Regions from separate parts of the Zea mays genome. Here regions 1, 2, 3, 4 and 6 are each linked to region 5. A link is a contact called in public Hi-C data. All regions are on one chromosome and are shown on one strand. The core of a region is the stretch at or near the end of the contact, and the rest is flanking DNA. Distances in the headings are between cores, read along the strand shown.

Region 1 (4,324 bases), core at 398-2,897, 630 kb before region 5:
GAATTCTATTATTTGGTTGCACAAGGAACACAATCCGAAACTCCAATTCAGTGACATCCAAACAACAGAATTGAAATTGCAACTCATTTCAATACCATGACTGATTTGTAATTGAACCCAATTCAATTCCACGTCCTCTAATTATCGATATGCAAATGGAGCATAATAAGAATTGAGCGGTAGACAATTGCAAAGTATATATGATTGGACCGATCTTAGTGAAAGTGTCATTCTCTACTATATAAAACATTATATGTAACACCAGTTTTTATGTTTGACGTCCACTGTTATTGTGCCCCCTGCATTTGAATGATAAAAAGATAAAATTATATATAAATAAAGATTCGAACCATAATTTTTAGCTCCAAACTTATCCACACTTACCTAGCTAACACAACACATATTTCTTTGAATTTTATATACTATACTTAAGCATAAATAAAAAACATAGCAACGTACAAATACTTTGCTAATACTCCTATAAAGCACTAGTTTCCACATGCCACCATTGTCGTGCATCATCAAATGACGTGGGTTGTTACCTACTAGATTTCACTTGAAAACACTTAAGCCTAACCCGATAAAAAAGTCACACACAACACAACGCAACACAACACAACACTCCTATATAGTATCACTTTGCTAGCTGAAGAAGGATGAGCGGTTAATCGAGTTATAAAAAGGGGCACGTGATTTTTTTTCAACTCATATCTTCTCGCCTGTTACACTATACATTGGTATGCCGTCGCAATATACATGTATTGTACTAGTGGACATTAAATAGATTGACAGTTCATAAAAATAGCAATTCACAACAATATTAATAAAAGACGGAAGATAAGAGTTTTATAGAGAACGAAAAGGAAGACATAATGATTCTCAACCGTTGGAAGAGCAGATGAAACCCGCACCGAGGCACTTCTTTTGTGCCATGATTCAATGCAGGTTATAGATACTTCTCGCACATACCATGTTTGTTCGTCGATATAGAATTTTAAATATAATATATGTCTATATATATGATAAACATAATTTTGTCATTTTGACCATGTTCTAATATGATAATATGTAGACTAACATAACTTATATACTTTATATTTAACCACAAAACCTCAAAAGAACCTAAAGCTCTAGGGCCATACTAAAGTCGCATCAATTGGTCATAAAGAATATCCTAAATTTAGCTAAATTTAGGAGTATGCCCTCCTCAATTGAATAGTAAGTGATGACCCATGCAATTTACTTGTCATTAAACCAACCTTTAGGTCTAGTTTGGGTACTCTATTAATAAAAGGGATTAGAGTGGATTCAGATGTATTGTGGGAGTTTTTGATCTATTAGGGATTTATACACTCTTCGATCCTTCAAAACCACTTCAATACTAGAGTACCCAAACTAGCCCTTAAGGTGTTGTTTTCCCCTTAATTTTTTTATACTCTAAACTATGAATTAAAAAGAAAACCAATATCAATATGTACACACCATTTCAGACTATAACAAATATATGTGAAAAATATATTTTAAAAGGTATTAGAAATATAGTGCATTGTGTAGAGGGATGAATTTAGAGGGAAGCTGCGGGAGCTTTAGGAGGACTGAATTTGAGAGGATGATATAAAATTTAGAGACCGACATAGAGAAATCGTTGCGGATAGTAGTTCCTAACTATCTGTCGCGTCTTTTTCAAAAAGAAAAAAAAACTCCCAACGACAGCGAGAAGTGAACCACGCGCTCGGACCAGCCAGACGGCCAGACCAATCTGGCCGAACCGTACCATGGGTGCTGTGTGGATCTGTTCATGACATAAACCCCCCTACACCCACTAACCTCTGCACCATTGTTATGCCGTGGACATAGGGACAAAACCGGAATTCTGCGAGTCCGAGGGGGACTCGACTCGACTCGACACGAGGGTTTTCCTCTCCGTCTTCTCTCTCTTGCCCCTCCCCGCGATTCTATTCTACGCCGCTATAATCAGTCGTGCGGCGTCGTCGGCGACCTTGCCGCCTGCGGCGCGGACCACGCGGTTATTATACAGCTAACCGGGGCTTTGAGCTACAGCCTTCTCTTGTGGGGAGGCATCCCCGTCCTCTACTTCGTCGCTGCCCTCTGCTGCGCCTGGACTGGCGTGGAGTGGAGATCCATCCACCCGCACTTGCCACGATCTCTTCCTTCTCGTGTCGGTAACCGCCCCTCGAGGTTGCTTGGACGGATTGCACTAGGGACTGGCTTTCTCGCAACCTAATCTAAATCTTCTTCTCTCACCATTCAGAGTTGGTTGCGGATTTGCTTACTTTGGTGCGCCGCCCGGCAATCCAAACAATCCTGCTTGGGTTCGATTCGCTTCGCCTTCGTCTTCAGCGCTCAAGATCAGTTTAGCCGAGGTGCCGGGCGCGGTTTGGCTGTCCGGAGGCTTTTAGAGTTACTGGAACCCCGATGCCCCAAGTGAAGTCCAGCTACGATGGCGCCGGCGGGGACTACATTAAGTGGATGTGCGGCGCCGGCGGCCGCCCGGGCGGCGCCATGGCCAGCCTCCACCGCGGGGTGGGCTCCCTTGTTCGTGACATCAGCGACCCCTGCCTCAATCCCTCCCCAGTTAAGGTTGCTATTGACCCTTATAGTAAATTAGTTCTGCTGTTTAGTAGTAGTACTATATACTATGGATTGCTTGATAGGTATCAATACTCCATGCCGGTGACAATGCCAATGTATCTGTTGCTCCCTTGTCAGTGACATTGGCTGACACCCCCAACCGGTGCCACTACACCGCTTGTAAGCCTTGTGTGATGATCATTCTCGGCAAGGAATGTATTGGTCACATTCCTTTAATGACATGGCACTAATCACATCTTGCATAGTGATAGCTCATTGTTACTATTTGGTAATCAGTGCGCATGGTATAGATGGTGCCTAGAGTAGCAGGGTTTAGACTATCTCCAGCAACGTCCCCTAAATTCTATCCCCTAAAGGAATATTCTCTGTCCTATACAGCACGCTCTAAAAGATTCTATTCTCTATATCTTTTTCATCTCCAACAACGTCCCCTAAATTCGGTCCTCTATATCTATAGTGTACCGGATTTTATAATACACATTATTTTTACATGTCACTTATAAAAAATTAATTAACTTATGTTGCGAAATAAAAATACTTCTTACAATACATTTTCATTTTATATACAAATTACTCATCGATCATATTATTTACAAAAAAATGTATTATGTATTTCCTATCATACGCACGGAAACAAAAAATCATTCATGTGATCCAAGAATTAATTAGAGACTAATTAATTTTTAAAACCGACTACAACCAAGCAATAGCAGACAAATTTGCATGGCATCTGCACGGCATCTGACAAGCGCAGGAGAAAAAGTAGAGAGAGGAAGAGGCTGGACTGCATGTGAGAGCAGGATAGCGGATGAACAAGTACGCTCTGGCTTTAGCGCTCGTCAAAGTCGTCCGCTATTTTACAGTTCCATTTACAGGTTGCTGCTGGAGCCGATAGCGGACGTCTCATCCTCTAAATTTAGAGTACAGGACTATTTAGGGTTCGTTGCTGGAGACAGCCTTACAACCTTCTTTTTATCGTTGAGTTCATACTTGTATTGCCTATATTTAGTATTTTTCCATGACACTATTGAGACATCATGCCTTGTTTACAATAGCATTTGTGCTGCTTATAGAATCACTGATCACTTACAACATTTATTGCGGCATAAGATACCTCGCAGGGTAAAATCATTCCTAAATTTGAATTGCTATTTAGGATGTTATAGATGTTCTCCCATTCATCTGTAACCCCAAATAGAGTGTTGTGGGATCAATGATGCACTCGCTTCATCCCTTTATTATAATTCATATTTTAATATGAATTGCAATTTTTAAGGAGGGCACATCTTGAACACTACTAATCTGGAACCAGAAAGCTGAGGATGACAATAGTATCCATCATCCAATTAAATTATAATCTAGGTGAACTATAAACCATAATAAAAGAATGGTCACATCAATTTGGCTACAGGAGTACATGAAACTATTAGCAAGTATCAACACATGTCACATCATTTAACTTCTCTCCTTCACTATTGACAATGTTTTCTTCTATCCGCAACCGTGCAGGGAAACAGAATGCTGAAACCAGAAAGATGGCACGCGTGTTTTGACAGTGACGGGAAGGCTATATGTTTCCGTAAAGCCCTTAAGTTCATTGTCTTAGGAGTGAGTTAACTATATACTTTATTTCAGGAACTTACCTTTTCATATTCTTTTTGTTGTTTCGTCCTTCAAGCTTTAGATTCACATACTAGTATCAGTTCTTTTG
Region 2 (4,304 bases), core at 1,622-4,121, 570 kb before region 5:
TAAATATGCCAAATCTTAGTCTTATTCTATTGGTGTTTCATTTGACTTCAATTTCCAAAAGTTGACTCATATTCGATCATGTTAGTACCTCTTTTGTTGCTTTTAGGAGTGTTGGCATAAATAACCAAAAAGGGGGAGATTGAAAGGAAAATGTGCCCTTGGGCCATTTCTATTTAGTTTTGGTGATTAAATGCTCAACACATTATGTTTGGACTAACATTATCTTATTGAGCAATGAGCATAGGTAGTTAAAGCAAATTGAGAGGAAGGCACTTTTAGGCTTGAAAGTGGGCATACTACAAATATATATGGTTCCAAGTGAAAAGGTATGCTTTTAGCACTTAGTCAATTGTTTTAGGTACTGATCATATTTTTCTAATTGCTAGGGACTATTTGAAGATAAGTCAAAAGGAGCAAAAGAGAATTAGAATGAAAAAGAGCAATTTGGACTGGTCTGCATAGCACCGGACAATCTGGTGCACAGTCCGACTGAAAGGGCTACTCTCGGGAAAAACAGACTTCGACTATAATTCACCAGAAGGTCCACGCAGAGCACCAGACAGTCTGGTATACCAACTAGTCAACAGCTACTTGACACGTCAGCCGGAGCCAACGTCAACAAGTGCATCGGACAGTCCGGTGCCACCCACCAGAAGCGTCCGCTGCCCCACAAAAGCAGAAGGTGAACAATCAACGATTTGTAGCCATTGCACTATGCAGTGTCTGGTGTGCACTAGACAGTCCGGTGCACCCGTGGACAGAATGCAACCAGGGCCATCCAAATGGAGCTCCAACGGCTCCTAGGTCCTTTAGGGTTATAAAAGGACCCCCTAGGCGCCATTGAGTAGTACACAAGCACACCTTGAGCATTCTACAACTCTGAGACCGCGACCACACTGTCAATTTATTAGATAGAGATTTGAGCGCGTTCTTAAACTGTGATTCTTGCGCTCTTTTCTCGACTTGTGTGTGTGTTGTTGTTGCGATTGTGTTCTTATTTGTGTTTCTACTCCCTCCTTACTCCGTTTTGATCGTAAACATTTGTGTAAGGCGTGAGAGACTCCAATTTGTGAAAATTCCTCACAACCGGGACTTGATATAAGGAAGGTAATCATGGTACTCAAGTTTGATCTTTGGATCACTTGAGAGGGGTTGAGTGCAACCCTTGACCGAAGGAGGTCACCACAACGTGGAGTAGGCATTGGCCGAACAACGGGATAAAATCGCCATGTCTCTTGTCCATTCATTCTATTGTGATTTTTGTCTTCTTGAGTTGTCATATTCACTTGTATTATTGCTCCTAAGTTTGATACACATTTCAAAGGAGCAATCAAGTGAAGAGTTCTCATCTCTCCATCTCTACTCATACCAACTAGGTTTTAGCTTTCACTAATACTCACTATAAACCAAGTTTGTGTTATTTAGAGTTAATTTTTGCAGGATCACCTATTCACCCCTCTAGGTGCTCTTACTTTGCATGGTAGCGTCTCAAGATTTGCTGATATCGGGCTGACTGAATGACAACTGTTGGGGGCCTTCCTCTTCCGAAGGTCCTCAAAAACATAATTAACCATTTGCTTTTTGCATAAGCTATTACAGGGAGCTTCGTCTTCAGGATGGAAGTCTTTCCCCCACGATGAAGGCATACGAGATGAAGATATGATCTAAAGATGATAAGAATAAATGTCGAAGCTATTGACAGAGTAACAACTTCGACTTATAATGGTGATGAAGACTGATGACGATGCTGGCCGAAAGGGAAAAAATACTACTTAGTCCTTAATGATTTATGTTACGATCACAAGTAAATGTCAGGAACATAAATATACTTTTACCTAGGCTACGTCCTGTGTCTATAAATAGATGAACAGTAGCACTGTACTGTTCACACTGGTTTTGTAATCTTTCTCGCATCAACACCTTCGAGCAAGCCGAATGTATCAATGTAATACAAATTCTGTTGATACTCATACATATTTTATGGATTGTAAATATGAGGGAATCAATGAGTTATATTCATTATATTTATCCTTATCTATTTTTATTTATCTATAATATGATAAAGACATGTTCTTCACGACCTTTATCTGATGATCATTATACTCGCGAGGAGATAATGCTTCGGAAGACGAAGGTCCTTAATACTTAATAATTGTGTTGCCTTGTTCTCGATTTACAACATTTGAGAACAAGTGACCAACAACAACATTTAAACGTTTCTCTTCTAGTACATTAATCTTCTCAAGCCGGGTTGCTTCTGCCTATGTGATGCTTTTGAAAGGTTAATCTGGGTGCCTCAAAGGCTATGTCTGTTGGCAACATTGTCCGATGGGGAAGAAACTTTCTCGCGAGGATATAAACGTGAAATTTTATCCCTCGATGGGTAAACAGGGATTGAGACGGGAAGCATTTCCCATTCCTGTTCCCTGCGGACCCGTTAAACTTACACGCGACTATGTTTTTGTGTACTAGTTAACAACAAAAATAAATAATTACCTTGTAAAGAGAACACTAATTATATAAATATGTTCATTTTGATGTATATATATGATTTTTTACATTAAACAATGTGTATACGTGATAATGTTTAATATTACTAACAAAGAATGTATGTCTTAATTATAATTTAAATAGGGATAGAGATGGATTTATCTTTGTAGGAATGGGATGGAGAAGAAATGTTATGTAAGTGTTTGCGGAGATCTCTACAAGTAAATTTTTTCGTCGCGGAGAGAGGATAAGGAGGTATTCCCTCGCGGATAGAGATGGATTTATCTTTGTAGGAATGGGATGGAGAAGAAATGTTATGTAAATGTTTGCGGAGATCTCTACAAGTAATTTTTTTCGTCGCGGAGAGAGGATGAGGAGGTATTCCCCCGCGGAGAATTCACCCACGGTTTCCTCTCCTTCGGCCCAGCCCCCACCCGGCCGTCCACCTAATCCCGAGTCTCGAGCGAGTAGCGACGGCCGCGCCTGCGCCTGCCTGCGTCTTCCGTGGCGGCGCCCCTACCTCTCGAACCCGTCAGGCGGTCTGGCCGACCTCGCTTCCTCGGCTAGCTACCTACTCGCCAGCGTCTATTGTCCAGCAGGCGCCCAGCTCCCAAGCGGCCGCAGTGCCCCTGCTTCTGCCCTTGCACGTTCGGCCCCTGTGCTGCACTGCACAGTGAGCCAGACAGCGAGTAATATTTACTGATTATTGATTATTATCGTTGCATCAACGCATCCTATTTTGATTGATGAGTGCCAACTGTTACTTTCTAAAAAACGGCACCGTACGGTATTTTTCTACCACCATGTTGTTTAAGTATTTTCAATCGATGTCATTATTTGTGCTCTTTATTTTAGGATTATGTATTTTGGTTTGACTGTAGTAAGATTTCTAGCCTTATAATTATAATTTTTTGATTTTACCCCCTTGCCTCATTTCTGTGTCTGCCACTGCCTGCCCATAGTAAATCCACGGTGAGCCATCTGCAAGTCAGCGACGAGTTGCTTCTCAATTCCTTCTCTCGTAGTCCTGTCTTGTCCCCTCACCCATAGTCAAATCATCTGGTCACGTGACCTGATTTTGAGTGTTTGGTTTATTGGAAATAAGAGCAAAGCAGCACAGTATCAAGAATGTAGGGCAATTTGAATGTTCCTGCTGCACTGCTACTTTTAGAATTGTAGTATGCTTCATCATTTATTTATTTCTAAAAAAACTTGCATGTATTCTATCGTGACTTTTATTAAGAAAATAATGTATTCACGTATCTTCATGTTTCTGATAAAGGTATTTGTATATGCATCAGTGCTACACATGTGAATACCGGTTTTGTTTCAACTCTGAAGTCAAGTGATTTTACTGTTTTGTTTTGTTTTGTTTTGCAACAGGTAAGGTTTGTTTTCTTCCATTCAGTTTGTTGTACTGTGGAGATCAAACTAGCTAAGGGCAGAGCCAAATTTGGGGATTCTTCAACTGAAGCCTTGTATAGATATAGTTTGAAAGATGATGAACGAACACAGAGAGGAGGATGCCTTGAGAGGTCAAGCAGTCAAAAACCAGAAGGTGCTGACCCACCTTCTTTGCATCTTGGTATTAACATGTGCTACATATATATAATCTTGTCAAAATTCTTACCTTTGTTTGATTTATGCTCCTTCAAGGCGATATGGGACAAGACCATGGAAATGAGATTCTTGCTGCAGAAGGCGTTTTCTACTTCCAACAAGTTACCCCAGGTTGTAGCAAGCATCTCCCTAGGTTCTTTTTAATTGTCCCCCCTTTTCATGCAGGATTGTGGCTAAGTTGAATTCTAAACTCC
Region 3 (4,375 bases), core at 1,395-3,894, 950 kb after region 5:
TGTGATCGATCTAAGTTCTTCACTGGTGAATACTTTCCATTGCGGTGCTACCAATGCAGCAGCTGAGGCACTTAACACTTCTCGCGATCTTCTTCTTTTCTTGCTTCGCCTGTAGACAAGCAGCCAAACCACAACGGCTAGAGTGGTTGCCAGGATGAAACCACTCACAGCAATAATGGATATGAAATACTCCTTGTGGCAATGATCATGGTAGCATCTGTCCACTGATGACAAAACTAAACTGTTTAGCACAAATATATCTGAATTTCATGAAAAGCAAACTACCATTTCTAGCGAAACGGGTAAGCCTTGATAAATTACAGACTCACCGTGGTTCATCCTGCAGATCAGACCATGGGACTCACTGCACCTTTTTTCAGTAATAGTTGAAGGCTGACCATTGGTGACCAAAGTACAGAAATCGTTGCTGGTGGCTACTTTACATGCAGGATCACTGCAGTTGGCAGGCAATGGCTCACCAAGGAAGACAGTTTCATTCCAAACAGAGGAATCATCAGACCATTTCCAACCGTTACCGGTACTAGTGCTGTAGTGATGCCCTCCAACCCAGCATCCTGTGGATGATGATCCACAGAGAGACTTCACGAAGTTTAGCTCCTGGACTGATGATACTGCAGCAAGATGCCCGCTGTAGTTATGGCAGACAGCCTCGGATCTATCCCAAGAAAGGGAGGCTGATATGTACATGAAGCATCTGTTCTGAACAGGGCCGCCTTGCCAACCATCAGGGCAAGATGCTGCACAAAGTCGAAGTTGTTGATGTCAAAGCTAAAAAAAATTACTGATAGGGGCCATATGATGATGCACACAGGCCGCATAACGAATTGGGAAGCCGAAAGTTGTGTTTCAACAACCAACATAAACAATATATTAGGTGTGGACGGAAAATCGCAGAGTCATGGCCAGATCAAAGTGTAAAGAAGAGCTAAAGAGGAAAGTGAAGTAACAAATGGTCGTTGTCTACATTTCCTCGTGTCTCTTTGTGGTGAAGGCAAAATCCCCATCCAAAACTAGAAGACAGTTTGCACCTCCATATTGTTCGAGAATCAGCAGGCATGCAGCACAAGAGGTTAGAACAAGGAGTCATATCAATTTGGTAATTCGTCTCTTGGGTGGCTTAGGGACAGCGTGGCACATACATGACGCCATGGCGGCAAACAAAATAATACGTTCGCGGCTCGTTTTAGAATTGGTGGCTAAAATAAGAAGCGGTGGATCTAGTTGCCTTCCAAGGAGGAGGGAGAAGGGAGAAAGGAGGGGGCGGAGCGACAGGGAGAGAGGGTGACTCACGGCTTCGAGCCAGCGCAGGAGCGGCGACGGAGAGCAGTGAGGCAGCCAGCAACATGGGGAAGGCGAGCGCGGGGGCCGCCATGGCCCTCCCACGCCGTTGCCGTCGCAGCGGAGGCCGCTCGCTAACCCCGTTCCCTCCACTGGAAAGGGTCGAAAGCTGTGGTCAGTCGCCGCAGCCTCGGCCGACGCAGGGAGAAGTTGGGGAAGGAAAAAAAAAAGAAGGAAATTCTGACGATGACTGAAGACAGTGAAGATTGCGCGCGTCATAAATGAGGGCGCACCAAACCAAAGGCAGAAGCGCTCCCACTCCCGCCTTGACTACCGGGCAGCGCATTCAAGCCTGCTGTCCCCGCTGTCTGCCGCTGGGCCCAGAGAGCAGCAGGAAACCGGAGGAGCCCACACCCGCCAAGCGGGCTGGGTCGACCTTTGTTCTCTGGCAGACCCAGCCCAGCCCATGTTCCTCTCTTTCTTTTTTCGTGCGAGAGAAAAACAGAGTACACGTTAACGGTGGTCGTAGCGTGGTCGCCGGATCATCCACGTGGCACACATCTAACCGTTCGAGCCTCGATGCCATCTTACCAGGCCTTCCCCCCACGACTCGTGGTGCTGGAGCTCGTCGCCGCCGCCTTTGCCCGAAAATAGCAACCTTCAACCTAGTGCTGGGAATCTGGGCCGGGCTTTTCGGGCCAGCACGAGCACGACCCGAAAATAAGAGCCCAAAGCACGGCCCGACACGAAATAATATGGACCGGGCTAGTACGGCCCGAAGGCGGGCCTGGGCCGGGCCTCAAATTCTGACCCGTCGGGCCCCCAGCACGGCACGCATAGATGGGCCGGGCTTGGGCCAGCACGGCCCAATTAAGCCCAATCTGTTTAATCTCTTTAATTTAGTAAGATATTGACTTTATATTGTTGTTATATTTAGAGTTTATGTGGTTAAATGATGCTATAATTGTTTAATATCTTTAATTTAGTAAGATATGAACTTTATATGGTTATAATATTTTGATTTTATGTGGTCAAATATACGGGCCGGGCTTGGGCCGGCACGGCCCAACGAAGGCACGGCGTGGTTTAGGGCCGGGCTGGGCCACTGTTTTTACACTTCGGGCTGGCACGGCACGGCCCAAAAATTGTTTGGGCTTTCTTGGCCCGAACCCGTTTGGCACTAAGCACGATGGGCTTGGGCCGGGCCGGCCCGGCACGGCCCAATTCCCAGCACTACTTCAACCTTGTCCACCTCAAAAAATAAAAAAAAGAAAAAAAAGAAAAAAAGAGAGAGGAAAAGGGGACAAACCACCAACAACAACCAGAATATCGCATCGCCGTCGCGTCGTCGTCGATCTCCCCGCCCCGCCCGCGCCGCGGAATCTGACACATCTCTCTAATCTCTCCTAGGACCGGGTGCCCTTACATCCACCCGCAACGCAAATCGCCGTCCGAGCCATCGCGGTGTCTCGTCTCCCCGTGCGAGAGGACGCCGGCAGCAGCGGCGTGCCAGTGCGGTGGCTTGGTGGGGGAAGACCGGAGGCGTCGGCAGAGCTCGCGTCCAGAGGTGCACGGCAGGCCTGTTCTCGGCGTCGGCTGGGGGAAGGCGAGTAGCCGCGGTGGGTGATTCTCGCCCTCTCCCACCTGGTTTGGAATCGAATTGAAGTTAGTTTGTCCGAAACTTGGTCCATACGACTCAAATTTTGAAAACTTACCTTAGAAAAACTTGCGTTCCAATGCTCAAACTCCTCTCTATTGCACTGAACTTTGCCCCTCTCACATCACTTTTGTGCCGCTAACCAACCCAATTGCAACCGAACGCCTCAATGCTTGCTCGCCTCGTATTCCTCAATTCCATCGAATTGAATTGCTCATGCTATCATTTGGATCTCTGAGACTTCGCTTGCCCAACAACATTTTTTTTGTAGTTTGCTCTTCCTGGCCGACTAGATCGATAATCTCACTCTCACTATGTGGTGATGTGGTTAATTCGAGATCCAACCCTAGGGATTTGATTCCCACAATCCGCTTCTGCACCAATACCTGGACTCTACTTATGCACACATACATATAGGATTTCTGTTGCGCTATCATATGATAAATTTGGTCTGCAACTTCATGTCTCTTATCTCATTTTGTGCAGGGAAGGACGAGTGAATAATCATGAGCTCGATCTGCCCTTTCGCGGGAGCCACCACTGGTGGTGGTGTATGCCCTGTGAAATCTGATAAGAGCAACACTGGGGTGTGCCCTGCAAAATCTGACAAGAGCATCAGTGGTGTATGCCCTGTCACTGGCAAGGATCATGGTAGCAAGCTCAAGGAAAGTGGTGATCATGGTGAAGAAAAGGGCACCGATCCTCGTGTCGTACCAGCAAAATGCCCATTCGGCTATGACTCCAACACTTTCAAGCTGGGTCCGCTTAGCTGCATTGTCTGCCAGGCACTACTCCATGAAAGTAGCAAATGCAAGCCGTGTGCCCATAAATTTTGCAAGTGTGTTTCGTGCCTCACATCCAGCTCAATTGCATTTTGTGTTTCATTCGTTGCTTCAATAGGTTCTTACTGGATTTCCTTGGCAGGGCATGTATATCACGCTTTAAAGACTGCCCACTATGTGGTGCTGATATAGAGGGTATTGAGCCTGATGCGGAACTTCAAGCTCTTGTTGACCGCTTCATTGATGGTCATGCCAGAATCAAGCGATCACATGCTGCAGGGGATGTGGAAGCAGCAGATGGCAAGAACAAAGTCATATATGAGGATGTTTCCATGGAGAGAGGGGCTTTTCTGGTGCAGCAAGCTATGAGGGTCAGTAATTAAGTTAACTGCTTTAGCCTCTTATGTTGAAATAGATTCTTGAACCTGATAAATTTTAATAACTAATCATTGTCTATTATTCATGGATTTATTTACAATATTGGTGTTACAACTTACAACAAGGCCTTAACTGTTTGGCTCTAGGCTTTTCGTGCCCGAAACATTGAAAGTGCAAAGTCAAGGCTCACTATGTGTGCAGACGACATCAGGGAGGAGTTAAAATCTTCAGAAGATAACTTAGACCTATGTTCACAGCT
Region 4 (4,353 bases), core at 1,215-3,714, 570 kb after region 5:
AAAAATGCCGGCCGACAATGGCAAACAACATCAGACCCTCAAAAAATCTAGATTCGACGTTCTACACTCAGAATATCCTCGCTAGTCAGAGCCTACTCATAAACATACAACAACAAAATCACCATACACAGCTTCATAAGCAGGCAAAACCCCGCAACAGAGCAAGATACTCAGGTTGGCCGTCTCTCTAATCTCTTGGGCATATTGATGTCGCTCCTCAATTCAGCACTCTAGCTCCAATAACAAAATTGTCTCAACTCCACCGCTGACTAAAAGCTAAGGGAGGTAGAAAAAACTGCAGTCATTCTCAAAGGATGACAGCTGCCTTGTCTGGAGTAACATGCTGGAGGACAGTGGCGATCAAAGGCTCGTAATGGTCAGCACCAGCACCACACCATGCTGCAAGTGAAAAAAATTTGTACAGTCTACTTAAGCATGACCGTGTCACTAAATAAAAATACAGGAATAGAGACTGATTTGCATTCTACAGATTATATGCATTTGCTGATGGGGGAGCACGGCCATGTTTGCATCTGAAAACACACCTGTTCCTTTCATGAAAAGAAAAATCGGTGGCTCGCAAACTTCTCCTCGAGGACGGTGTGGGAGGAAGAACACACAGTTATCCTCGTCAACCATTGCATCCGCTCCATGGGCTTGCACCTATCAATGCACAAAGAAAACGGCCCAAGATCATATTACAAATGCTATTTCAGCTATATCAAATAGAGATAAACTAGTAGCAACATATCATATATGTTCAAATACTTACCACGTAAACTTCTCTCTTGAATTCAGTAGCTAGGCATTCAATGGCAATATCATCGCCAAATGCAGCTGCACGGCCATCTCGGTTCTCATCTATTGTCAGTAACCCCTCCTCTGTGTACTGCAGGGTGATAATGTCATGCTCGTCCTCTGAAGAACCAGAAATGGACATGTACTTGGTCCAACTATCCCCATTGTCTACAGTGATGCATCTTTCCTTGTAGATAGTTTCAGCTGCTATTTCCCTGAAAGGCAGTCAACACCGAAGACATGATATATGAGCACGTAACTGGATTTTGGAGGCACAGAGGGCTAGTAGCCATCCTATGTGGGTGTCACAAATGAGCAGGTACAGGAAACCTAAGCTGATTAGTATACTGAACAACTTCAGATTCTTTGATTAATCAAGATGTAGGAATACAGCTGTACCAGGGTCAACATGGGAGTATTAAGTGATGTATTGGAAATAACAGGGTGGACAAGCGTGGGCTCCCATTACATCAACACTTGCGTCGCAATACTTAAAAGGACGATTCCATCCTTCATTTCATTGACCTTTTAATTTCAAGGATACAACGCAGACACCTTGTGAAGCGATGTGTCCTGCATCTCCACGATGCCAAAGCCCACAAGATTTCGTCAATCCGTGTTTGTGGATGTGTTATGAAATTCAGGAAGGGCTAAAGAGACACGAACTGCTATATGTAAATTAGCTGAACCAAATAATCTTTGATAATCTCAAGAAGTCAAGAACAAATATATTTTGGGCTGGGAAACGGAGAATATTTTATTGCGAAGGTGGCGAGAAAACGACATTGCACGAGCGTCTGATTAGACCAAGAGCAAGAATGGCGAAATCATCAAAAAGGCATACGGGAAAAAAATGACAAGGCTTTTAGATCTTGAAGTGGCGAGAAAATCAAAAGATTTGAGCTAGAGCAGCGAGCAAGGGCAGATCCGCGAGCACGGTACCTTTGGATACCGAGATCGACGAGCTCCTGGATGGCGGAGTCGAGCGCGTGGCGCTGGGCCTTGGGCACGAGCACCTTGATCTCCTGCACGACATGGACACCCCACCCGGCCTTGAGATCCGGCGCGTAGAGGTGCCTCACGGCGGCGTCGACGGCGTTCTTGTCGTCCTCCCCAGCGGCGGCGTAGACCTCGGCGAATCGGCGCACTGCGCGGTGCCTCAGCTCGCGCGCGTCGGCCTTGGCAGCGGCTGCCGTCCGCGCGGCGGTGAAGAGGCAGTTGCCATCGGCGTCGACCTCCCCGCCGTGGTCGAGGCGGAAGACCACGGGAGGCAGCGCGGCCTCGCCGGCGCCCGGCGAGGAGGGTTTCCACGCGACGCCCCGCTCCCAGATCCGGTGGAGGCGGCGGCGCTGCTGGTCCTCGAGCGCCCAGACCGCGTCCCAGCCTGTGGGCGAGATGGAGGCCTCGGGGGAGGAGGCCGGGGCCGGGGAGGACCAAGCGAGGAGCGGCGGAGGCGGAGCGGGGGCTGGGGACGGCGGCAGGGCCTCGGCGACGGCGGCGGCGGAGGGGTCGCAGAGAAGCTTGCCCATCTCGATTAGGGTTTCTCTCTCCTCCGCTTCTTCCTCCCCTCCTTTTCCTCTGTTTGGTTGGTGGCGGTGGCGCGCTGTTTTTTTTTCGTTTTATTTCTGCGGTCAAGGCGAGAGAACTAGCGACAGGCGGGGACGCGGGAGGCCGGCTGCGGCTGGGGATGGGGACATGGTGAAATAGCCGTTGGGTAAGAGGCAGGTGGCCACGTGGAGAGGAGTGAGTGGTTGTCGTGATTGTGCCGCCGGCGCACCGTAGAAGTGACCGTTGCTGGCTGATCTGGCTGGTCTCATGACGTGGGAGCCAGCTGGACCACAATTATTATCTACTGTACCCATTTGGACCCTTGATTTTGTACAATCTTCATTGATGGTACCAACCCAACTCTTTCATCTTTCTATGATCTTTCTAGTTCTAGGGTAACAGGTAAGGGCAAAGTTCACCAAATCGGGTTGCTACCTAAAAACCGGCTGGAACCAATATTTGATTAATCACGATAGATTGGTGTAAAGCAGTAGAAATTGATATATTCAAATCCAAACCAATTTTTGAATTGAAACGTCTCATCATCGGTTTATTGGTCGATATGACGATTAATCGGTTCCAAAACCGATAAACCAACAACAGATCAGGCGAAACCGAACCTCTTGTTTTTTGGCAAATAAAAGCATGTTTAGGTCACATTAATTGAATAAAAAATGGTCCAAATGTTATCATAAGTCCAATAACAATATTTAGTAGTTCAAATACATTATATGTCACAATTTTATAGTTCACAAATAACATCGAAGATACAATGCACCCTCTGGTGAAGATCATTCCCACGGGTGTGCATTCTACTGATTGTGTGGCGTATTATACCCCTCCAACGAGAGAAACATAATATCTTGCTCACGCATCCATTGTTTTTATACTCCACACAAGTATGTCCAGTCCATGCAGAAGTCGTACTACACGAGTCCAATAACATTTGGTAGTACTCAGACTCCTCCCATTGATACACCCACCTCATGGGTTGCTGAATCACTTCATCGATCGGATAATTCATATAGGGGAGAAGGGGTGAAGACGAACCTTGTCTTTCACTGCCAGAATTGAGGTCCAATACGCTTGTTGTAGGCCCTGGTGTCCCATCCCCGTGAACATGGTCCTACGCTCCTTAGGTGTGTCATGATCTTGGTCTTGTATAGTGTATTCGTACTGGGAATCCTCTACGTGGCAGATAGTCGTTGGCTGTCTTCACACCGGACTGTCTAGCGCTCCGCGTGGACTATCCGGTGATTTTTAGCCGATGAAGCCTGACCGAGCTCGAGAGTGGCCAGTACGGCAGGATGGTCACCGGACAGTCAGGTGGGTGGCACCAGACTGTCCGGTGCTGCCCAGTCCATCCCAGCTTGTTCCTTTTTGTTCCAACTTTCTTTTGCTCCTTTTGGCTCGACTTTATATGGTCCCTAGCACTTGTACAAACATGATTAGTACCTAAAACAATTGACTAAGTGCTAGAAGCATACCTTTTTCACTTTGATCCATAGATGTTTCAGTCTGTCCATTTCTAAGCCCAAAGGATGCTTTTTCTTGTAATCCTCAATTTACTTTACAAAAACATGTGCTCATGCTCATATGTGGAGTTGTTAGTACATAATAATGTGTTGAGCATTTGATCACCAAAACAACTAGAAATGGCCCATGGGCGCATTTCTGTTTCAAGGCTCTCAGCACCTGCGCCCGAGGGCTGGACCCTCGGGAACAACCCCTACCCTCATGGCAGGCCACTCAGACCTCTAGCCTAAGGGGGGTCGATGCTGCCACGTGTTGGCCAACACCGGAGGAGACAGGACCTCCCCATGACACTAGAAAGGGTGGTCCTAGTCACTACTCCCCACACAAGGCAAGGCCCGATGCTGCCACGTGTTCTACGACATGTGACATAAGCCATCGGGGAAAGCCTGACGTCGGCCTCTAAGTGTAAAGCACCTCTGCATTAACTGTGGACGAGACGTATACCTGCCCGCCCCATTGGTAGGCGATGTG
Region 5 (3,898 bases), core at 825-3,324:
TGTTTCCAAGCCTTTTCTAGGTTCAACGCTGACCTTGGACGGAGTCCGAGCGTCGCCAGAGGCTGTGGTCTCCCTCGCTCTTCCACTGCAGGCGGACTAGGAGCTTTCTTCGGCGGACGCCATCAACGGCGAGCCTCCTCAGTTGGCGCCCCTTTCGCGAGGGGCTATTTTTCAGCAAACAGCTACCCCGGGGGCATTGACTTCCTTGTGTTGACGCTGCCCGTGAGAGGGTAGTGATCTCTTCGTTGGCGAGTAGGATCACATCCTGAGGACAGGGATGGCTATTAGGCTGTGCGCAGCGGTTGACGCCACCCATCCCCCTTCCCTTGCATGCCGCTTGTAGGGGGCACCCTACGGCCGCAGTGGTGCCCCCTACAGCGCCCCCTACGCGTCGGTCCCCTTCTCTCTCCCCTCAGATCTAGCGTGTCACTGTTCATCACCCTAAACACTGTGCTGTGGGTCCACGAGTAATTGTTAGTAGATAAAAAATTGATAGTTGATATAAAAAATGATATTTTATAGTTGTAGTGAGGTATAGGGGAGTATTTAGGGGGAACCGCTGCGGAAGATGAAAACATAGAGGGAAAAATAGGGGGAAAAAGTGATATAGGGGGAAAAATTTAGGGGTAACGGTTGCGGATAGCCTTACAGGGCGTTTGGGGCATGCGACCGTTTTGCAACAGTCGGGGGGGGGCGTTTTGTTATCCCCGAGCCGAGACATTTGCCATTATGGATGTCCTCATATGCGGCTTCGACGATTTGGAGGCGTAGGCGAGGGATTCTCTATTATGGAAAACTAGAGGACAACCCACGCTTCAAAATGGACATGACCACGCCATTACCAGTAGTGAACGACGATTAGGGCCGTTGAGACAGCCGCCGTTCCAGCGCCGTGAGTGCTCGCTGCTTTCCCGTCTTGTCCCTTCTCGCTTCAGAAACGGCGGTGGAAGCAGAGCACGGTTCAGAAACGAAAGAGAGCTAGAGCACGGTTCGTCGCGGGGAAAGCAGAGCAGGAGAGGAGCTGACGCGGCGGCGGGGGCGAGACGGCGGGGAGGCATGGACGGGCACGGCGGCGGAGCCGGTAAGCTGACGAGGACGCCGTCGTCGCTACTCCGGTCGCCTACCAGTCCGCGCTCCTCCTCCTCCCGGTCCTCGCGCTCCATAAATTGATTTCCCCCTTTCTTCGTCGGAATGATGTAATGGGGTGATTTCCAGACATGTCAGGCGCGTTTGTACACGAAAAAAACGATTTTTGTTTGCTCTGCAGGGGATGAGGATCACGATCATCACAACTTCACAAGGGAGCATAAAAAAGCTCATGCGAGACTCCACTCTACTCACTCCCCTTGCAGCGGCACGCGGACGGTAGGAGCGAGAAGGAGGTGGGAGAGGCGGCGAGAACTGCTCCGGTCGACCAGCGCCTGCTGCTTCTGCTGCCGCACCGGCGAGGCCTTTGCCGCCACGGAGCGGAGAAGCCGACGGACCTCGTTCTCGCGCACGACCCTGAACGAGCGGACGCGGCGCGCGCTGAGCAGCTCGGCGGTGCAGAGCCTGCGCAGCTGCCTCCACCCGTCTCCGTAGGGCGCGAACACGAGGCCGAGGCTGCCGTCGCCGAGCAGCGCCATGGCGGTGGGGCTGAGCGGCCGTGTCGCGAAGGCGAGGTCGTGGGTCCGCATCACCTCGCGCGCGGCGTCGGCGGAGGAGGCCACCACGACGCGGAGCTCGCCGAGGCGGAGCAGCATGAGCGGGCCGAGGCGCCGCGCTAGGTCGCGCATGGCGCGGTGCGGGAGCGCGCCCGCGAACGCCAGGTGGTGGAGGTGGCCGACCACCGGGAGGCACGACGACTATGGAGCTTGGGCTAGCGGCTGTTGCAAGGATGAGGAAGACGGCTGCTGCATTCTAGAGAAATTTGCGCAGGAAGAGAAGAGGAGAAAAGAACGTCGGCTAGAGAGAGGTAACGGATGTAGACGACGTGAGTATCCATGGTTTTAATCAAAGAGGTTACCAATTAATAGAGTGTTCTTGTTCGTTTTAGCGAGTGACCTATTCTCTGCTTTTCCATATCAGCTAATCCCTCGTCTACGCCTCCAAAACGTCGAAGCCGCACGTGAGGATCTCCATAATAGCAAATTTCTCCCCCGAGCCTAGACATCAGTTGTTCGGTGGCAGCCTAGCCTTTAGAGGAGGCACAGGGCTCGCGTTGCCGCTCGAGGTGCCACTACTAAGGGGATTGCCGTGGCAGGGTCTGAACTTGGTAAGATGGTGGGGGCCTGAGCATCTTGCGGTCAAAGCGAGGGAGAGCTCTCCGACGGCCCAGTCAGGCCTTTCCGAGGTGTGAACATCAAGATGCAGTGTCAATGGACCCTCGTCATGGTTCTTGATAGAAGGTGAGGCTCGTGCTCTTCCTTCCTCGATTTTCGGTCCTTCCAGTTCCTGCGGTTTTCTCATGGGATTTTCCGTTTTTCGCCATCGATGGTGCTGGAGGAGATTTCGCGTGCAGATGACCGCCTCTGAGCTCTTGACGCTGAGCACCGTGGTCTGTTTGCGGCCATAGACCTCGTGTGCAGTCATCTCGGAGTTTTGTGGTTGAGGGAGATGTCTGCCTAGACTTCCCGGATGACGCCTATCGCCGGCTACATTCATGAATTGGAGGTTGTCGCGTTCCGGCTCGGGGTCCACCATGCCCTGGTCACCGCTCGGCCTCTCGGTAAGGACTAAATTGAGTATGTTTTGGATTGAGTATGCTTTGGATGTCAAATGGTTCGTCAAGCCAAATTTTATCAACTTAACAGTAAAATAATTTTATCAACTCAACAGTAAAATAACTCTCTAATACTAGCCGTCTAACTCGCTAAGCTATTCGATTCTCTAAATTGGTTTTTTCACTAGCTAAACTTGATTAACCACTCTAACTAGCCAAGCCAAATTAGATAGTTGGAGTGAGATGTTAGAGCGTAATCTTTATAGAAAAATAAAGTCAAATGCGAGAGAAAATTTAAAAGGCTTGGAGATGCTGTGACTACGTGATTTTGTCGGTAGCGAAGCACACGCACGGCATTTTTGTTTACTCTCGTATTTTAAGGGAAGTTTTTATTCGATTGTCTTTGTTTTGTTATTGGGCTCTGTTCCAGTTGGGCCGCCTTTCATTACCAGATTCTGGCTGCCTTTCGCTCTTCTGCCTTCTTGCTTGGTTGCCCCATCCGACACGCCTCCTCTTCCTCGTTGCCCCTCGGCCCTCATCCCCTGCATCTGCTCCCCCTCTAGGCCTCTACCGAACCCTAGCCGGCCAGCTGAGCTTATTGAAGGCAAGCTAGGCGAGAGCAGCGTCCGCCGCCGCGCTCTCATGGCGGCGCCCAAACCGATCTGGGTGCGCCAGGCTGAGGAGGCAAAGCTCAAGTCCGAGGCGGAGACCGCTGCCGCCGCCAAGGCCGCCTTCGACGCCACCTTCAAGGCCCTCGCTGCCGCGTCTGGTGACGACTACAACGATGTCGACCCCGCCCCACCCTCCCCAGCCGAGCTCACCTCCACCGACTCGGACGACGATGCTCCGGCCCTGCCAGGCCCGGTCGACCCGTCCAAGTGCTCCGCCGCGGGGCCTGGCATCGCTGGCGGCTCTGCCGGAACGCCCTCCACTTTCACCGTCGTCGCCAAGGATCGCCACAGCCGGAGGCTCACCGCCGGTGGGGCGCGCGTGCACGTGCGTGTCTCGCCCGCTGCGGGAGTCGGCGGGGACGATCTCGAAGGCACTGTCAAGGACAACGGGGACGGATCCTACACGGTCACCTACGTCGTCCCCAAGCGCGGCAACTACATGGTACACGTTGAGCTTGACGGCGTCTCCGTCATGGGGAGCCCCTTCCCCGTCTTCTTCAGCGGTTCCACCGCCACACCATCAGCC
Region 6 (4,324 bases), core at 1,385-3,884, 730 kb after region 5:
TGTCTTAACCGACAAAACAGAATGCGAAATAACTAATGGAAGTATTTTGTTGGGTTTATAAGGATGTGATTAATGGTCCTAGTTAACTGCTAGCTAGAAAGATCCAACGTCACTCTTGGAGCTACCAGAAAAGGCTAGCATTACTGTATATTGTCTAGAAGGTAGTTTTTAATGTTTCAAGTGCATAGACAACACCAAGATATACTATATGTTAGAATACTCATTTAGGGTTTGGGGTTTTTACTGTGTAATTACTCCCTCATCCACATGTAATGGGCCAGGCCCAGTTAACTCAAGTTTATTAATACAACATCCAACCTAATATAGGATTAGGGTTTCCCACATGGTATAAAAGCTAGATTTTTCTCTTCTGCCTCCCTCCCTCCTCACCTCTAGTCGTCGTTGCCCCTCTGCTGGCCCTCCTTTCCCTCCTGCCACCGGCCCCGGTAGCCGCCGCCATACCTCCCCGTCGGTACACCGCTGCTCCTCGTCATGCCAGCCCTTCCCCTTCTCCCACAGGCCCGAACGCCGACGCGGCCCTGGCCGTGGGCGTTGCCACCCTAACTGTCGCCCCGACCAGCCCAGGCGTGGCTACTGCCGGCGACGGCCTGGCCACCTCCCGGGCAGCGGAAGCCGCAGCCCTAGCAACTTCACTCGCTGCTACTGACCTGGCCCCCTCAAACGTCGTCCCTAGCCTCTCCTGATAGAGGATGAGGCACGATCTTCCGTGAGGTATGATAACTTGATTGGGCGGAGATTTCGACTGATGATCCAAGGCTCCGAGCGAACGAATCCTCGCAATCACTACACCACGACCCCGTTGGTTATCACCCGTTACACATAAGTGACTTCGCCACGAAGGCTTATCCCTGCAAACGCAATCAAGAACACAAGCAAGAACAGATAGAACACAACCAAAACTGTGTTGATTACGAGTTGAGGTCTCACAAACCGATGAACGACGAAATGTTCGATGACAGATATGATCTAATCAAAACTCAAATCCTAATGTGGTGGTGTCTGCTATTAAAATAGAGGTTAGAGACGTGCGTGACACTTAGTCGCACCTCTAATGGGCTCAAGGTTATAAAAGTATAATTGTATTAAGAGTTTATTTGGGTTTTAACAAAATAATTGGTCAAAGTTATATTTTGAAGACATATCGCTGTACTAAAGGATAACTAATACGACACTGGAGCAGTTCGCAACAGGCAGGGTGGGAGGTGGCTCTGTCCAAAGTGGATCTAAACTCAAGCAGCAAGAACGTGTGCCAAATAGATAGTAGCAAGCGATAAGATTAACGATTTGGCCCTCTTTTTCTGTGCGAGACGAGCGACGGAGTGCTCACTAGCTCTTTGTTTTTTTCTGCTTTCTCTTTCTGCCACATAATTAAGACTATTGCTGACATGTACAAAACGAATAGCTAGCTAACTCAGTATTGTTGGGCATTGCTTGGAGCTAGTAATTCAGTACTGAAATTCATGCTTTGGTGGCCACAGGGCACAGGCTACAGCTAACCTAGTTCTGCGCTTACCTTTTTTTTGTAGGATAATATTGTGCAGTAGTTGAAATAAATCAACGCGGTCAATGTTTCAGGTAGAAATAATATTTTGTGGTAGTTGAAAGCTATCTGATATCCAGGCAAAATCTATTTTCTAGCCTTTGTATCGTAAAACACGGAATATCACCATCAGTACCATTTCATCTTGGTTTAAACTATACATACAGTCGCAGCTGACACAACCCAAGGCATGCCTATTATATACACACCCTTGGCTTTGCTTGGCTGCTGTTATTCTGTAAGCACGCTAGCTAGCTTCTCCAGCTCTCCGGGCTCTAACACGTAGATGTAAACCATCTGCTACACATACGTACATAGCGTGGTGGACAGAAATGGATGGATCAGGGTCTTCAGGCGTGCGCCAGCTCCTTGGAGACGCCGTCCTGGTACGGCGCCTCGCAGAACTCGCCGCCAAGGTCATCGCACGCCTCGCCCGGGAACACCCTGCAGTCCAGTGGATTCACCATGGCCACAGTTAGTTTGCTGCCTCGACGAATCACCAAGAACAGATGGTGCTAAAAGCTGGGTTATCCTATGCTAGTTGCTAGCTGCTGCTTACGTCTTTGGCTCGTCGTAGGACAGGTAGTCCCTGTCCACCCCGACCACACTCCTGCTCGCCGCCGCCGCCGCCGAGGCGGGCTTGGCCTCCGGGAACATGGGCCCGTTGCACGCGTCGCCACCAAGCAGGTCGCAGGCCTCCATCGGGAACACCCTGCAGCGTCACCAACATGCGTGTCAGTGTCACCGACCCAAATTCTAACCATACCATCCAGAACTTAGCTCTACACCGACTGGTTGTTTGTTGATCAAGGCCAGGGAACACGTACGAGACGCTTGAGCTGTAGTCGATCTGCGCGGCCTCGGTCGCGACGACGGCAGCTACACGGACGCTCCTCCTTGTGGCGGGGACACGGGCCACCACCCTGCTCCTCGCCGCCGGCCTGCCCTTGGCGGGCAGCACGGCCGAGAACCCGGCGGCAGTAGCGGCAGCCTGCATTTTTCTGATCTCAACTTCCTGTGTGTGATCAAAGTGTGGTGGCAGATTGGTCCAGTACGATCTGGAACGCTTATCTATTTTGTGTGGTGACCCCCTCCGTTATATACTGCAGGGCCAGGAGGGGTTCCCTGCTCTGGATAAGATTCTGGTATGTGGTACCCCTCTACCGGTGTTCTTGGACCAAGGAGAAGGGGGACCCGCTCACCCCTGTTGCCTGATATTTTGAACCCCTTGGAAAAGATATTTCCACCTTTGATCCTGATAGTTATCTTGCCTCAATTATTGTAAACAAAAGGGAGTGCTATTGCTAGCAAAAAGGATACTGCATTGCAAGAATACAACAGCCTCCAAGATATTTTCCCCTCAGTCTTCTGTTCACTCTGCCGACTTGTCTTGGAGAATTACTGGTGTGTACAGTGATTTTTTCCCCTGGAATAATTGCTGTATAGTGACGTGTACTTGCAAACAAACACGGCTCAAGTGACAGGTGACAGATGAAAAATTCCAGAATGACAAAAAAAAGGAACCTGAAACGTCAGCAGCAACAGGAAGTGCAATAAACTGAAGCATTACCATGACGAAAAGCATTAGATTGTTCAGACTCAGACACAAACTACAGAGTTTTCACACCAACTTAAAATCGAAACACAAGATTATTTCTAACTGCGAAGTGATGCCCGAGGCACCGCTGGCAATCCTAGCTCATCCTCCTGCACATCAGATAAGAAGCAAATAACCCTTATTACCACCTCAGCCAAGCAAACTTCTAGCCGAATAAAGTGGTAAAGCGTGTTTTTTTTAGGCAAACAAGCAAATTCTTGATGGCAAATGCAATGAAACATCAAAATAAATCTTGGTAAATTACATGGTGTGCTTTACTCAAACCAATACTACATCAGGTCAGAGATATTTTGAATTTAATGTTGGTTCGTTCCCAATGGGTAAAAAAAATCAGAACCACACTAAGTTAAGAATGTTGTGCAAATAAATCACCTGCAGCCCGCCTGCTGGGACCATTGCAGGGCGACTTGGTGCAGCAGGTAAGTTGAGGTCAGCATCAAAGTCAGAATCTGGTTGAAGATATGAGGGGACTGCAGCTGAGTCAAATTCCATATCAGACTCCAAAGCATCTAGCTCTGCAACGTCAAATGAAACAAATAATAAGAACAGTAAAGCGAGAATCATCTCCAAAAATTAGACGATAAATCACTAGCTAGATGGCAAGGAAGAAAATTTAGGCCATTTATAGAGTATAAATATATGTGAACAATTGGAGTTTTAGACCATTAGCAAATAACCATATTACCAAGTGATGTGCCAAAAACTATGGAAGACTTAAATCCAGAAATAGATGTCATATTGCAAAGATGAAATTGTGACTTCCATACCGCCCATCAGTTCTTCCTCGTCAACGTCATCAGGGATGTTGTAGCTTCTACCAAGAGTTTCTTGTATCTCATTGCTCACGTCCATCAGATCTGTCATTTCATCTTGCATATTCTATGAATAGCAGGAATGTGTAAGTACAACTCAAGATACTGAAAAAAAGGATGTAAGTCACAATAATCTGGGTGTACTTTTTTCTCTCTAACACATAGGAGAGTTGTGTATCATTATATTAAGAATGAAAAACGGGGCAAGAACCCTTATAAAACACACCCATCCGTGTGATTTTACAAGCTTCAACAATTGTACGTTTATTATATAGATACTAAATCGCCTAAAAAGCTTCAAAGAAAAGGTTGACTTTAAATTAAGGGTGATAG

What was found. A called contact is a pair of places that touch in the nucleus more often than the background predicts.
Region 1: a Hi-C map of leaf shows a contact between it and region 5, with 9 times the contacts expected there. The contact joins the promoter of LOC103649936 here to the promoter of LOC103649930 in region 5. A contact is called at or near these places in 3 of 25 Hi-C or Micro-C datasets (ear, leaf and tassel).
Region 2: a contact with region 5 is called in a Hi-C map of tassel, with 3 times the contacts expected there. The contact joins the promoter of LOC100283905 here to the promoter of LOC103649930 in region 5. A contact is called at or near these places in 2 of 25 Hi-C or Micro-C datasets (ear and tassel).
Region 3: a Hi-C map of leaf mesophyll shows a contact between it and region 5, with 3 times the contacts expected there. The contact joins the promoter of LOC100272990 here to the promoter of LOC103649930 in region 5. A contact is called at or near these places in 5 of 25 Hi-C or Micro-C datasets (ear, leaf, leaf mesophyll and 1 more).
Region 4: a Hi-C map of leaf shows a contact between it and region 5, with 7 times the contacts expected there. The contact joins the promoter of LOC100272796 here to the promoter of LOC103649930 in region 5. A contact is called at or near these places in 4 of 25 Hi-C or Micro-C datasets (endosperm, leaf, leaf mesophyll and 1 more).
Region 6: a Hi-C map of leaf shows a contact between it and region 5, with 9 times the contacts expected there. The contact joins the promoter of LOC100281148 here to the promoter of LOC103649930 in region 5. A contact is called at or near these places in 9 of 25 Hi-C or Micro-C datasets (bundle sheath, ear, endosperm and 3 more).

Annotation. Positions count from the first base shown.
Region 1 is chr3:33,698,300-33,702,623 of Zm-B73-REFERENCE-NAM-5.0, reverse strand. LOC103649936 (small G protein signaling modulator 1) reads left to right here and starts at 1,647. Exons shown (of 12, transcript XR_004857105.1): 1 at 1,647-2,179; 2 at 2,273-2,601; 3 at 4,123-4,221.
Region 2 is chr3:33,646,817-33,651,120 of Zm-B73-REFERENCE-NAM-5.0, reverse strand. It overlaps LOC100283905 (protein AATF), which reads left to right and starts at 2,871. Exons shown (of 12, transcript NM_001156803.2): 1 at 2,871-3,179; 2 at 3,874-4,048; 3 at 4,147-4,221. The coding sequence starts at 3,989.
Region 3 is chr3:32,126,732-32,131,106 of Zm-B73-REFERENCE-NAM-5.0, reverse strand. LOC100272990 reads left to right here and starts at 2,644. Exons shown (of 8, transcript NM_001147441.1): 1 at 2,644-2,918; 2 at 3,443-3,794; 3 at 3,881-4,109; 4 at 4,263-4,375. The coding sequence starts at 3,463. It overlaps LOC100384527 (C-type lectin receptor-like tyrosine-protein kinase), which reads right to left and starts at 1,519. Exons shown (of 4, transcript NM_001322116.1): 1 at 1,312-1,519; 2 at 330-758; 3 at 1-224. The coding sequence starts at 1,393.
Region 4 is chr3:32,503,509-32,507,861 of Zm-B73-REFERENCE-NAM-5.0, reverse strand. LOC100272796 reads right to left here and starts at 2,464. Exons shown (of 4, transcript NM_001147249.2): 1 at 1,741-2,464; 2 at 773-1,013; 3 at 546-663; 4 at 1-399. The coding sequence starts at 2,327. The coding sequence ends at 308.
Region 5 is chr3:33,071,950-33,075,847 of Zm-B73-REFERENCE-NAM-5.0, reverse strand. LOC103649930 (nipped-B-like protein B) reads left to right here and starts at 2,074. Exons shown (of 4, transcript XR_563803.4): 1 at 2,074-3,898.
Region 6 is chr3:32,337,758-32,342,081 of Zm-B73-REFERENCE-NAM-5.0, reverse strand. LOC100281148 reads right to left here and starts at 2,634. Exons shown (of 3, transcript NM_001174200.2): 1 at 2,389-2,634; 2 at 2,121-2,273; 3 at 1,673-2,005. The coding sequence starts at 2,558. The coding sequence ends at 1,912. It overlaps LOC100273036, which reads right to left. Exons shown (of 7, transcript NM_001147485.2): 5 at 3,947-4,058; 6 at 3,552-3,694; 7 at 2,936-3,268. The coding sequence ends at 3,218.